Linked DNA regions of Triticum aestivum: region 1 is linked to region 2. A link is a contact called in public Hi-C data. All regions are on one chromosome and are shown on one strand. Each heading gives the region's core, a stretch centred on a gene start, on an enhancer-like site or on the middle of the called end of the contact. The rest is flanking DNA. Distances are from core to core; before and after follow the strand shown.

Region 1 (5,979 bases), core at 2,845-5,344, 180 kb before region 2:
CCGCTTGGGGGATCTTCTCCGAAGAGGTCGTGAGCTCGGAGGAGAAGTAACCAAGTGGATGAGTAAAGCTCTATCTCAAATATGAGCTATCACATTGCTAACCCTAGAAAGAGGGCGGAGGAGGTCTATTTATAGTCTTAGTGGACGAAAGGGTAAGTGGCTTCGGTCCAACACGCGGGCGGTCACACAGGCGTCGGACGTCCGATGGTCACCGGTCGTCTGAAGGCTCGCGAGGGTCCGAACGTCTGGTGTCGATCGGGCATCCGATGTTTCGGCTCTGGTCAGGACTTGTCGGTCGTCCGGTCGGGGTCAGTCGTCTGGTCGGTCGGTCGTCCGGAGGTCTCCGTTCTTCCGATGTTTTGGCTCGGGTGTGGTGGTGCCGGTCGTCCGGTGTCGCTCGGTCGTCCGGACGCTGGGAGGTGTCGGTCGTCCGGTGTTGCTCGGACGTCTGGGCGCTGGAGCGTGCTCTGGCTGGGACTTGGCTGGCCGGTCGGAGCCTCAAGGCGCCGGACGTCCGAGAGACGTCAGTCGTTCGATGACTGGGAGTTTCGAGCGGTCCTTCTTCTTGTCCGTTGAACTTGGCGTCCTCGCTGTCTTGTCCGTTGGGTGTAGCTGATCCGTGGCTTTCCTTCAAATACCTGATCACACATAGGGTCTCCGTACGAGGTAGTAGCTATGTCTCATAAGTAGAAAGTAGGAGTTCGGAAAGGAGCGAGTTCACCTTATCTTCGATAACCTTTGCTCGAGCTCTTGTCATTGGTCCAAGTGGTGTTGTGGGAGATGTAGATACGTCCATAAGGATGATCGTGGGATGCTCCGCATCATGTGTGTTAATAGTTTGATTCAAGGGCTCTTTCTTTCTCTCGGATCTTAGGCATGACTTTGGGTGCATTTTTGTATGTGTGCATGCAGTTGATTTTCACAATATGTCCAAGATGCACCCCGTCTTGATACTACTCGGCGCATTTTTTCTTAATACTACCGTCCTAGAAGTTTTGCCTAAATAGGTAACTCGGGATAGAATAGTAGTACAAGATGTTGTTTAGTTAAGGTCTGTTAATCTGAAGGAGCAAGAAACTGATGCGTTGAGACGCACTTTGTTTCAGTTTGCAACATAGTTTAGTCGCACTAAAATTTGTTACGCCAACTTCTTCAGTTCACAGTTGTTGCTTGCTTGCTGCACCTGCATCTACGATTCTATACCGATCGAGCACTAGCTGTTAGCTGTTGTTCTCATGATCCTGTTGGAACGGAGTCTGCTTTCATGATCATTCTCGTCATCTCAATGTCTGCCAGGACGGTGTCGGCCTTGCGGTTGAAGTCCAGCACCTAGACGACATAAAAAGAAACGTAATAAGTACGCGCTGTGCTAAATGAAGTGCTTGGGAATGTCACTAATAAGGATGGGCAAGCTTAAAACAATGAGGTTAGGATGTGATTGCCTAGAAGTTCATATATGTTGTGCTTCATGTCATCTTTAGTGCTTACCAACTTAACAAGAGTATGTGCATGTTATCAATGGCAAAACACTAGATTCGATGTCAGGATTACAAGTCACACATGCGCTTGGACACCTTCAGGTTACGATCAGAAACTCTTGTATTTATGAATGTGCACATATTGAATGCAAAGTAATATTTTTTACCACCCATGTGTTCATGTGGCAGATTGCAAAGACCGATGACCTGAAGAGCTCCAGGAAGTCAGTTCTGCAACTCCATCTTTTTGAAAGAGTTCTGGAACTTGTGATGGAAAATGGAGGACTCATGTTGCTATAAAACTAATCAATGATAGGTGTCTCACTGGGAAGTCATCTGAGCAAGACAATTGTCTTGAACAAACAACTATACATCTAACCAGGCCAGTGGCGTCAGCAAGGCGGACGACTGCAGTGCTGTGGAGGTGCGATCTATCAGGTATCTCACTCTATTTGTGGTCAATTTTTTTGGTTCATGAATTCAAAACAAGCGTGAAGAGATGAAGATACTCACGTGAAGGAACCATGAGATGAGAACAGGCTGAGATGGAGATTAAGAAACTTGAGGTATATATATATATATGGTTTCCACATATCTATTGATGAACAATTGACCACGGTAATTATATACTAATGCAGCTGCTGCAAGCTTCCTGTTTTATCTAATATCTTTCACTGTGACAACCTATCAGTTTTTCAGCCACCTCTTTATAGGTTCTATAGGGAACTAATTTTTGAGTTATTGGTGTTGTCCCTTTTAGTTTTCTACTCATACACTGTTGCTAATTTGGAGTAAGTATAGTAAATCTACTGACTTGAAGGTCTTTATTATGTAGCCCTGCTTCTTCATGCTTGCATTTGTCCGTGTTTCTCTTGTATTTCCATCATTGAGAAGTTAAGATGTTGGTTTGGACGATATTCTGATGTTGGTTAGTGAGTAGGATATTATGATGTTGGTTGACCGTGTCCATGCTAGAGTTCATTGCAAAATATACATTGGAACTACCAGCTATGATGCTAGACGATGATGATGGTTTACTCCATTTGATGCGAGATGAGCTAATCAGGTGCTCAATCTACAAGGTTAAGATGCTAGATTATGAAAACGATTCTTTTGAGGATAAAAGTACACCAAACATTCTCTCCTGACAATTAGAACAACCACATTACCAAATATTTATTCAGTTCAATTTCAATTTGTTAGTGATATTATTGTTTGTACTTTTTTTTTGTCTGTGATGATTAGCGTCGATTTAGAGGTTTTGTATTTAATTTTGTGATATTTCCCAAGTTACCACAAGTTTGGTCTGGCCAACTAACATTGATTGTTTTATGTTCAATCATCTCTTTAACTCATGCAGATTACATATATATGTTTCATCATCGCATCAATTGCCAAGTCGATTGGTGCGTATTCTTGTCCGGGCTGAACCAAACTTTATGTAGATGTTGAGGTTGATGATACTACATCGGCTCGGTTATTGTTTCTTCGTAGTCATTCCAGCATGTTTTCAAAAGGAAAGAGAATCATGCAGGCGGCGGCGGAGTTGACCATGCTTCTCCATGGCCAATATACTTCATGTCGTGCACAATGTTGTCTTGGAATCGGGTAGTCAAGTGATTATGGAACTGATTTCCTTGCTTGCGAACAAGCTTATCTGTTGAGCCACTCTTCAGTGTAAGCTAATATGGTCAGATTTTTTTTTATTAAATCAAGGAACGCGGTAGCTCATGATTTAGCAACTCCGGGTACTAAAGCTTTGTGTTGTGTTGTGTTGTGTTGCATGAGCACATTTTGACCTGCCCATGAGGGCCTATTGATATTTCTTGTAAAGGATTGTTCTCTTGGTATTAAAACATTGCTTTCCATTTGAAACTCAAGTTACTCCCATGATCCCTCCCCGCTGGAAAAAATAACTGGTGATCCCATCTACTAGCGGCTTGAAAGTTTAGCAAAATAATCACAATTTTGACTTCTCAGCATAACAACACTGAAGCCTAAACATGACGTGGTTACGGAGGTGTAATGACCAGCCATGAGTTCATGGATGCAATGCGGTGTTTCCTTTGCTGTTCATACCAGGGGTGTCTATGGTCGCAAATTAATCGAACTAAGACTAAGTGACACACTATATGTTTATACAATGTACTCTCTGTTGTGTATGTAAAAACTAAAAAGGGCCATTCAATCGAATCATAAGATGTGTCTTGTAGAGACGTGCGTGCACGTGCAAGGCTACTAGTAAAAAATAAAAATCATCAAAATAGAATATGAATTTTTTCATTGAACACCAAGGTTATTTTTTTTTTGAAATGTGAAAGATTGTTTCCTATCCTGTATAAGAATAGGAATCCATTCCTACAAACTAAAGGGCCTCAAATATATTTTTTCTTTTACAAAATTGCTATCTTTTTCTACAAATTTCCTGTAAACAGGCTTTGGTTTTTAATTTTGTTCTCTTTTTTGAGATTTAGCAGCGCCTTTTCGTTGCTGCCAAGTTTGGTCGATCAAACTTGAGCGCCAAGTTCCTTCGGACCGGGCCAGAGCCACTTGAATCCGACCGGTATACCCCTTTGCCCCTAAAACTATCAGTATTTACGGTCAAATTGCCACTAGGAGGAGACAATCGTTTCGGTCCGCTCCTCCTCTTCCGCAGGGACAAATCCCCTCGTCCCGACACGAGCGCTAGGGTTTCTCCCCGCCGCCGCCGCCGCTCCCGCTCCTCTGCCGCCGCCCATCCGCCCGGATCAGCCTCCCACCCCAAACCCGCGTCAGCCGTCGCCGGCTTCCTCGCCGCCTCCACGTTCCCCTAGCCCGACTTAACCAGCACCACCTCCCACCGCGATGGCGGCGGCGGAGAGCACGGCGCTGCCGGCGGACCCCCGGCGCGTCCGCAACACGTGCATCCTGGCGCACGTCGACCACGGGAAGACCACGCTGGCGGACCACCTCGTCGCCTCCTGCGGCGACGGCCTGCTCCACCCCAGGCTCGCCGGCCGCCTCCGCTTCATGGACTACCTCGACGAGGAGCAGCGCCGGGCCATCACCATGAAGTCTGCCGCCGTGCTCCTCCGCTACGGCGACGGCCCCGCCGCGCACCGGGTCAACCTCATCGACTCCCCGGGCCACATCGACTTCTGCTCCGAGGTCTCCTCCGCCGCGCGCCTCTCCGACTCGGCGCTCATCCTCGTCGACGCCGTCGAGGGCGTCCACATCCAGACCCACGCCGCGCTGCGCCAGGCCTTCCTCGAGCGCCTCCGCCCCTGCCTCGTCCTCAACAAGCTCGACCGCCTCATCACCGAGCTCCACCTCACCCCCGCCGAGGCCTACACGCGCCTGCACCGCATCCTCGCCGACGTCAACTCCATCTACTCCGCGCTGCGGTCGCACTCCTACTTCTCCGTCCTCGCCTCCCTCGAGGACCAACCGTCCTCCAGCTCGTCAGCCTCACAGGACGATCTCCCGGAAGATGCTGATGACGACGAGGAGGACGCCTTCCAGCCCCAAAAGGGCAATGTCGTCTTCGCCTGCGCCCTCGATGGCTGGGGCTTCCGCATCCACCACTTCGCAGAGTTGTACGCCACCAAGCTTGGCGCCAGCGCCTCTGCTTTGCTGAGAGGATTTTGGGGGCCGCGATACTTGGACAAAAAGGTGGATAAGAAGGGTAAGAAGAATTTTATGATTGTGGGAAAGAAGGCGGTGGAGGGTACTGACCGGGAGCCCATGTTTGTGGAGTTCATTCTGAAGCCCCTATGGAAATTGTACGAGGGAGTGCTGGGGCAGGACGGGGAGATAGTTCAGAAGGTCATTAGCAACTTCAAATTGAACATTCCGCCGCGGGAGCTGCAGAACAAGGACCCAAAGTTAGTTTTGCAGTCTGTGATGAGCCGGTGGCTGCCGCTGGCAGATGCAGTGATGGCAATGGTGGTCGAATGCACTCCTGACCCTGTTGTCGCCCAAGGGGCCAGGGTTGCAAGGCTTATGCCAAAGAGGGAGCTTGCACCAGAGGATGCTGCTGGTTGCGCTGAGGTTGTCTTGGAGGCAGAGAGGGTCAGAAGGTGTGTGGAGACCTGTGACGCGGGTGCAGATTCTCCGGTGGTGGTGTATGTGTCGAAGATGTTTGCGGTGCCATGTAAGATGTTACCACCGAAGGGGGTGCACGGCGAGTTGTTGAACCATCAGGATGCAAGTGAATCAGAGGAGTGTTTTATGGCATTTGCGAGAGTGTTCAGCGGGGTTCTTCGTGCAGGGCAGAAGGTTTTTGTGCTGTCGGCATTGTATGATCCACTGAAAGGGGATGCAGTGCAGAAGCATGTACAGGAGATTGAGCTGCAATACTTGTATGAAATGCTGGGACAGGGCTTGAGGCCAGTTGCCAGTGTGAGTGCTGGGAATGTGGTTGCAATTCAGGGCCTTGGGCAGCATATATTAAAGAGTGCCACGTTGTCATCCACCAAGAATTGCTGGCCCTTCTCAAGTATGATGTTCCAGGTGTCTCCGA
Region 2 (6,354 bases), core at 501-3,000:
TGGAGCTATCCAATATGTTTGCAACCAGATTAAGTAACTGAATTATGATGCTAAACACACACAAACTACATAGATTCCAAATATGCTATCATCATTAATTTTTAAAATTATGTACAGGGTGCAAACTTAAACAATACCTTCTTTATATGATGAGATATTTTAGAAATGCCTATTGCATATGTCCTTTATAGATTGGTTGTTTTTGGTGGAGCTATCCAATATATTTGCAACCAAATGAAGTAACTGAATTATGATTGCAAACACACACAAAATACGTAGATTTCAAATATGCTATCATCATTAAATCTAACTTGGTGCTAGATACATCCATTTGAGGGACAAGTTTGGGACATGCTTTTTTGGATGGGGGGAGTATATGACAAAAATAATGCTCTTATGCACATGTTATCATTAAATACTAAAATGTACTTTGCTATTTTCATTCTAATGCAATATTTTTTTGGGCATCACCGAGAAACAACAACAAATGCGTAAACATATACTGGCAACTAGGTAGATATTTGTGTTGTATAATGAATTCTAAACACCTTGAGTACACTTCAAAAATCATCACACCTTTATGTTTTTGCACAACACCACTTATCATGTTGCTTGTTGTGTGGCATATCTTTAAAACCCTTACTCAATGTGACATGTCATATATGAAAGTTCATCAGAAAAATGTGTAGATTCCAAATATGCCATTATCATTAATTTTTAAAATTATGTTCAGGGTGCAAACTTAAATAATACCTTCTTTATATGATGAGATATTTTAGAAATGCCTATTGCATATGTCCTTATAGATTGGTTATTTTTGGTGGAGCTATCCAATATGTTTGCAACCAGATTAAGTAACTGAATTATGATGCTAAACACACACAAACTACATAGATTCCAAATATGCTATCATCATTAATTTTTAAAATTATGTACAGGGTGCAAACTTAAACAATACCTTCTTTATATGATGAGATATTTTAGAAATGCCTATTGCATATGTCCTTTATAGATTGGTTGTTTTTGGTAGAGCTATCCAATATATTTGCAACCAAATTAAGTAACTGAATTATGATTGCAAACACACACAAAATACGTAGATTTCAAATATGCTATCATCATTAAATCTAACTTGGTGCTAGATACATCCATTTGAGGGACAAGTTTGGGACATGCTTTTTTGGATGGGGGGAGTATATGACAAAAATAATGCTCTTATGCACATGTTATCATTAAATACTAAAATGTATTTTGCTATTTTCATTCTAATGCAATATTTTTTTGGGCATCACCGAGAAACAACAACAAATGCGTAAACATATACTGGCAACTAGGTAGATATTTGTGTTGTATAATGAATTCTAAACACCTTGAGTACACTTCAAAAATCATCACACCTTTATGTTTTTGCACAACACCACTTATCATGTTGCTTGTTGTGTGGCATAATGAAAGATTTTAAGGGATTTGTTGATGTCGTTGTGTTTATAAGGCATGCATTTTTTTTCTCCCGTTGCAACGCACGGGCATATTTGCTAGTTAATCTAAATGTTATATATGTAAAATCTGACACGTTTTTTTTTAGCCACGTGAACCGTGACGAGGCTCGCAGCACAGCAAATCGGAGGCGCGGCCCAGCCACCAGGCGAGGTGGATCCATAAAGCCCAGCCAGAGCTCCATCAAATGTCGCAGCCCTCATCACAGCCGTAGAGTAGAGATCGGACGGTGCACATGGAGAGTGGAGAGCGTCAGCAGTGGATAATCCGCTCGGATCGCCTCTGGTCCAAATCCAAACCCCTCCTCTCTTTTAGCATCGCCGGCAGCAACGACGGCCATGCTCTCCGCCGCCGCCTCGGCCATTCCCAGGCTCCGCTGGGCCGCCGCGCCGCCGGGGCACGCTTCGCCGAGCAACCGGTGGTCTCTGCTGCGGCGGCGCCCGCTCTCCTCCTTCCCGAACGTAGCGCCCACCGCGGGGCCGGGGCCCCTGGAGCCGCCGGACCTTCCCCGCCTCGCCAACTCTGCCCGCATATCTCTCTCGCCGCAAGAGGTCAGCACGCCACTCTTTCTCTCTCGATGGGAACCCTCTCGAAACTTCCCGTGCGCTGCGTATAAGGCTGATGATTTGCTGCCTGTTCGACTGCTAGGCCGAGGAGTTCGCGCCCAAGATTCAGCAGGTGGTTGACTGGTAATTTACGACCCCTTACCTGTTTTTATCACTCTGCACAATGCAAACCTTAGCGTTTGCTACCTGGTAGTTGGAATTGTTGGAGTCTGTATGTAGATTAGACTCGAACGGTGGTTAGAAGGAACATCCTGTGGTTCTTCATGGCAAATTGACGGTTCCTGTAAACCCATCAGAAGTGATTACCACAAGCGCTCACGGTTGACTTAAGCCCAGTAAATTATGCTCTTTGTGGTGGTGGTTGTTTAGGTGGGCTGTGAGAAACCGTGCTTGATTCGGGAGACTGAATTTATGCCATCAGAAGCAGTTAGAAATTATTATTTTCTCTTTTCCTTGCAGGTTTGGGCAACTTCAGTCGGTTGATCTTGAATCCATTGAGCCTTCACTTAGAGCTGGTACTCATCCATGTAACTCTTCACATTTCCATGTAGCATGGTTGCTTATCACTTACTAGTGTGCTAGTGCCCCTTAGGCTAGTCACAGTGGGGAGTAAATTGACTAGTGTCATGCATATGACACTAGTCTATGTTACTACCTTCATAGTGCAAAGTAACATAGAAGTAGTATCATAGATGATTGCATTTATTATCTTGTAGACTCATTTATCCTTTGGAAGCGCTATGTTACACTAACATATTATCTTACTAAGCAAATTTGTCCTTTGGAAGCACCTCTCTCCTCATTAGTTCTTGCTACATAAGCAAATTTATCCTTTGGAAGCACCTCTCTCATTAATTCTTGCTACATAAGCAAATTTGCATTGGGGTGTGTTATGTTACTAGCTAAGTTACTCCCACTATGACCAGCCTTAGTCCAAAGACAATTTCGAATGCTTATGATGTACGTTGATCATGCCATATGGTATAGCAAGATCCCTCAAAATAATCTCAATAGCTATGACAAAGTATCATGCCTTGCTGTGTTTAACTAACAAAATTACGCATTTGCTTCAGGATTGCCTCTCTGTTTTATGCCATTGTGCAGTTCATAATATTATGTCCATTTTTTATTAGACAAGTTCATTATAACAGTATGCATGTGCTCTTGAATCTTGACATGTATGTGTTCGGTAGTACCACATTTGACAATAGTCACAGTCCATACTTTATACCCTTTTTTCTCTCTGTACCCAGATTTTCTGACTGCACGGCGACTTTTTAAGTTCTCTTAAATTAATGTATAATATAGGGAACAGACCTGAAATCGAAGGATTAGAGAAGAACAAAAAGAATCTCGTGAATTATTTATGTTTGTAACAACTAATTTTGAATTTTAATATGTAGCAGAACAAGACAGTGAGCCATCTGAGTTGTGAGAGAAAATATATCTTTGCTTTCTTCTTTGACTAATTTAATTCACTGTTTCTAACATTGTATATCTTTCGTCATGCAATAATTGATCCATGGTATGTGGCGCAAACGGAACCTTTTGAACACACGCAATAATTGATCCACCAACATGCTGTCCTCAGGCAGCCGAGATGCTGTTGCGCGGCGTCCTGTGCAAAATTGTAGTGGATGAAAGGAGCCACACTGTATCCCGGCTGCATGGCACACATAGGCATTGGTGGATCAATTGTTGCACATGCTCACTGAAATATTGTTTTTCTACAAAATAAGTTCCTTCATCTACACACATTTATGTTGCTTAAAATATACTATAATCTTGCTCCCTTGGTTTGCATTTGTTGTACAAACCTACAGCTTTTTTTAAGCTATCAGAGTTCCTAGAAATTCCACTAAGCAATTATGTTGCCCATGTCTTTTATTCTGTCTGTCTGCCACCTTCTGTTTCCTGTTTTCATGTTTGACTATCTTGGTCACAGATACTGCAGCTGGTAGTTCTTTAAGAGAAGATAAGGCGGAACCATTTGCTAACAGGTAACAAGGCTCCATGTCTTCGATTGACCTGTTATCAAGCTTTGCAGCAAAGGCTGAGTATCTTTTCTGTTTCTGTCAATGCAGAGATGCCATAATAGAGGCCCTTCCGAGTTATGATGATCCATACATCAAAGTGCCAAATGCGCTGACCAAAGAATGACATGTGGGTCTGTAAATCAAAGTTATGATATTGTTAACATTCTATTTCATTATACAATGAGGCATGGTGAATCAACTGCGCTCAAAGCATCGAGCGAGCAATCAGCAAGCCTGAGTTAATTTTGACATCCTCGGCTAGAACAGTACAACTCAACAATATGAGCGGTGGATCTGCAGTGCCTGCAACAGAAGATCCATCCTTGCGTGCCATCATGCGTTCGGACCAAATACATGTCATTTTCTTAATATGCTTTTATTTATGTTTCTGGAATGTGGGGGCTTCTAGCGCTATGCCTCCCAAACGGCGATAGGATTCATGTGATGCTATCACCCGGTAATTTGTCTTCAATTTGTTAATCTTGTAAGTTTTCTGGGTTAGGGTGAACCTCAGGACTTATCGTGATTTCTGTTTGAGTTTTCTGCAGGTTTTAGCTTTTTAATCCTGTAAAATATTCTGGGTTAGGCGGAATTCTATAGTTCAATCTTGCATTGGCCAGATCATGTTCCCGTACTGTTGGAGTGCAATAACTAGGGTTGGTCATTCTCTCTCTAGTCTACGCAAATCGGATGATAATAAGCTGGATAGTGCGACAATAAAAAAATGGTACCAAATGAACGCAGTGTGGAGTCATTGGGATGTCATGCCTTCTTCAAACATCAGTCACACTTTTTTTGACAAAGAAGTTTGATGGCTGTTCTCAGATAGAAAGCTATTGTGTTGGCCAGAACATGCAGTGTTTTCTTTTTAAAATTTCCAGTCAAGTTGCGCAACCCCAAGCCTAAAATTTAAATTTAAGTTATTTATCTTTGGTGCATTTATTGTTGAGGCGTCCAAACACAAATGATAGAGATACGCAAGTGTGACCAGAAATGTCACACTAATTCAGAAGCCAGGGCCAAAAAGTTAAAGAAGCTGGAAAGTGTGATCATCACAAAAATAGTGCCAGAAATGTCACACTAATTCAGTAGCCAGGGCCAAAAAGTTAAGCTGGATAGTGTGATCATCACAAAAATAGTGCCAAATGAATGCAGTTTTGGAATCAAACGGATGCCATCCCTTCTTCAAATTCTCAGTCACGCTTTCCCCAATCCTTGCCGCTTATATATATACACTCATGGATGTTGCTGTTAGATGGAAAATTAGCATATTGGCCACAACCTGCTCTGTTTTCAGGTTCCATGTTACAATTCGTTTGTGCATTTATTGTGTGGGCGTTCAGGCTCGTGTGAGGGATTGGAGAAAAACAAATTATGAATGGACGAACGACGTGAATCTACTAGGTTGGTGACACTTGACTTCCGATCCATCCTATCGCCTTGCAAGGGTACCACTGCTCCACTGATCATGATCCATGGTGGATCAGGAAGGCAGCTATCTTTGACAATGCGACCTCACCGGCCTGCTCAACAGGGGCGTAGCCAGGCCCAGGGCTGCCAGGGTCATGCCCTGAGGCGTGGGGTGTGGTTTCTTCGTTGACGCTAGTTGTAGTACCGCAATTGCTACTGTATATACACTCCTGGCCCGGGGGCGTACGAGGAACCTGGCTACGGCACTGCTGCTCGACAAAGTCACCCATAGGCGAAAGCGGTGTAAATTTGGAGTGTTGGCACCGTCATGGTTTGTACATAGAAATTTATTCTACCAGTGCACAAGATGCAGAGGTTTTGCTTGTTCCTCCGGAAGAAAAATGCCCACTAGCGCAGATTCTTGGGTTCGTCAACTTCTTTTGAGGAGGTGTATACGCGGTGATGATATTAGTCAGCTAATGCTTGGAACTGGAGCCCTTGACACTTCCATGTTCCAGCATAATCAATGGCACCTTTTCCGGAAAACCATGCTGTCACCAAGATCTCCTCTGTGCTCCGTTCTCAAAGTGCACTATCCATCCAGACTGAACCTAACCTTCAGATAGGCAACAGATATGTTGCTCGAATGCTTGTGCTGATTCATGTGAATAAAATACCAGACATTGGTCATGTCATATGGTACAGCAACATTCCTCAAAATAATCTCAGTACTATAATCTTGCTCACTCGGGTTGCATTTGTTGTACAAACATACAATTTTTTTAAAAGTTATCAGAGTTCCTAGAAATTCCACTAAGCAATTATGTTGCCCATGTCTTTTATTC

Evidence for each region. A called contact is a pair of places that touch in the nucleus more often than the background predicts.
Region 1: a contact with region 2 is called in a Hi-C map of leaf, with 3 times the contacts expected there. The contact joins the promoter of LOC123113170 here to the promoter of LOC123113166 in region 2. A contact is called at or near these places in 2 of 5 Hi-C or Micro-C datasets (both in leaf).

The regions. Positions count from the first base shown.
Region 1 is chr5B:554,223,091-554,229,069 of IWGSC CS RefSeq v2.1, reverse strand. It overlaps LOC123113170 (elongation factor-like GTPase 1), which reads left to right and starts at 4,094. Exons shown (of 1, transcript XM_044534326.1): 1 at 4,094-5,979. The coding sequence starts at 4,323.
Region 2 is chr5B:554,040,539-554,046,892 of IWGSC CS RefSeq v2.1, reverse strand. LOC123113166 (glutamyl-tRNA(Gln) amidotransferase subunit C, chloroplastic/mitochondrial) reads left to right here and starts at 1,750. Exons shown (of 5, transcript XM_044534320.1): 1 at 1,750-2,048; 2 at 2,146-2,186; 3 at 2,523-2,578; 4 at 4,009-4,063; 5 at 4,148-4,579. The coding sequence starts at 1,836. The coding sequence ends at 4,223.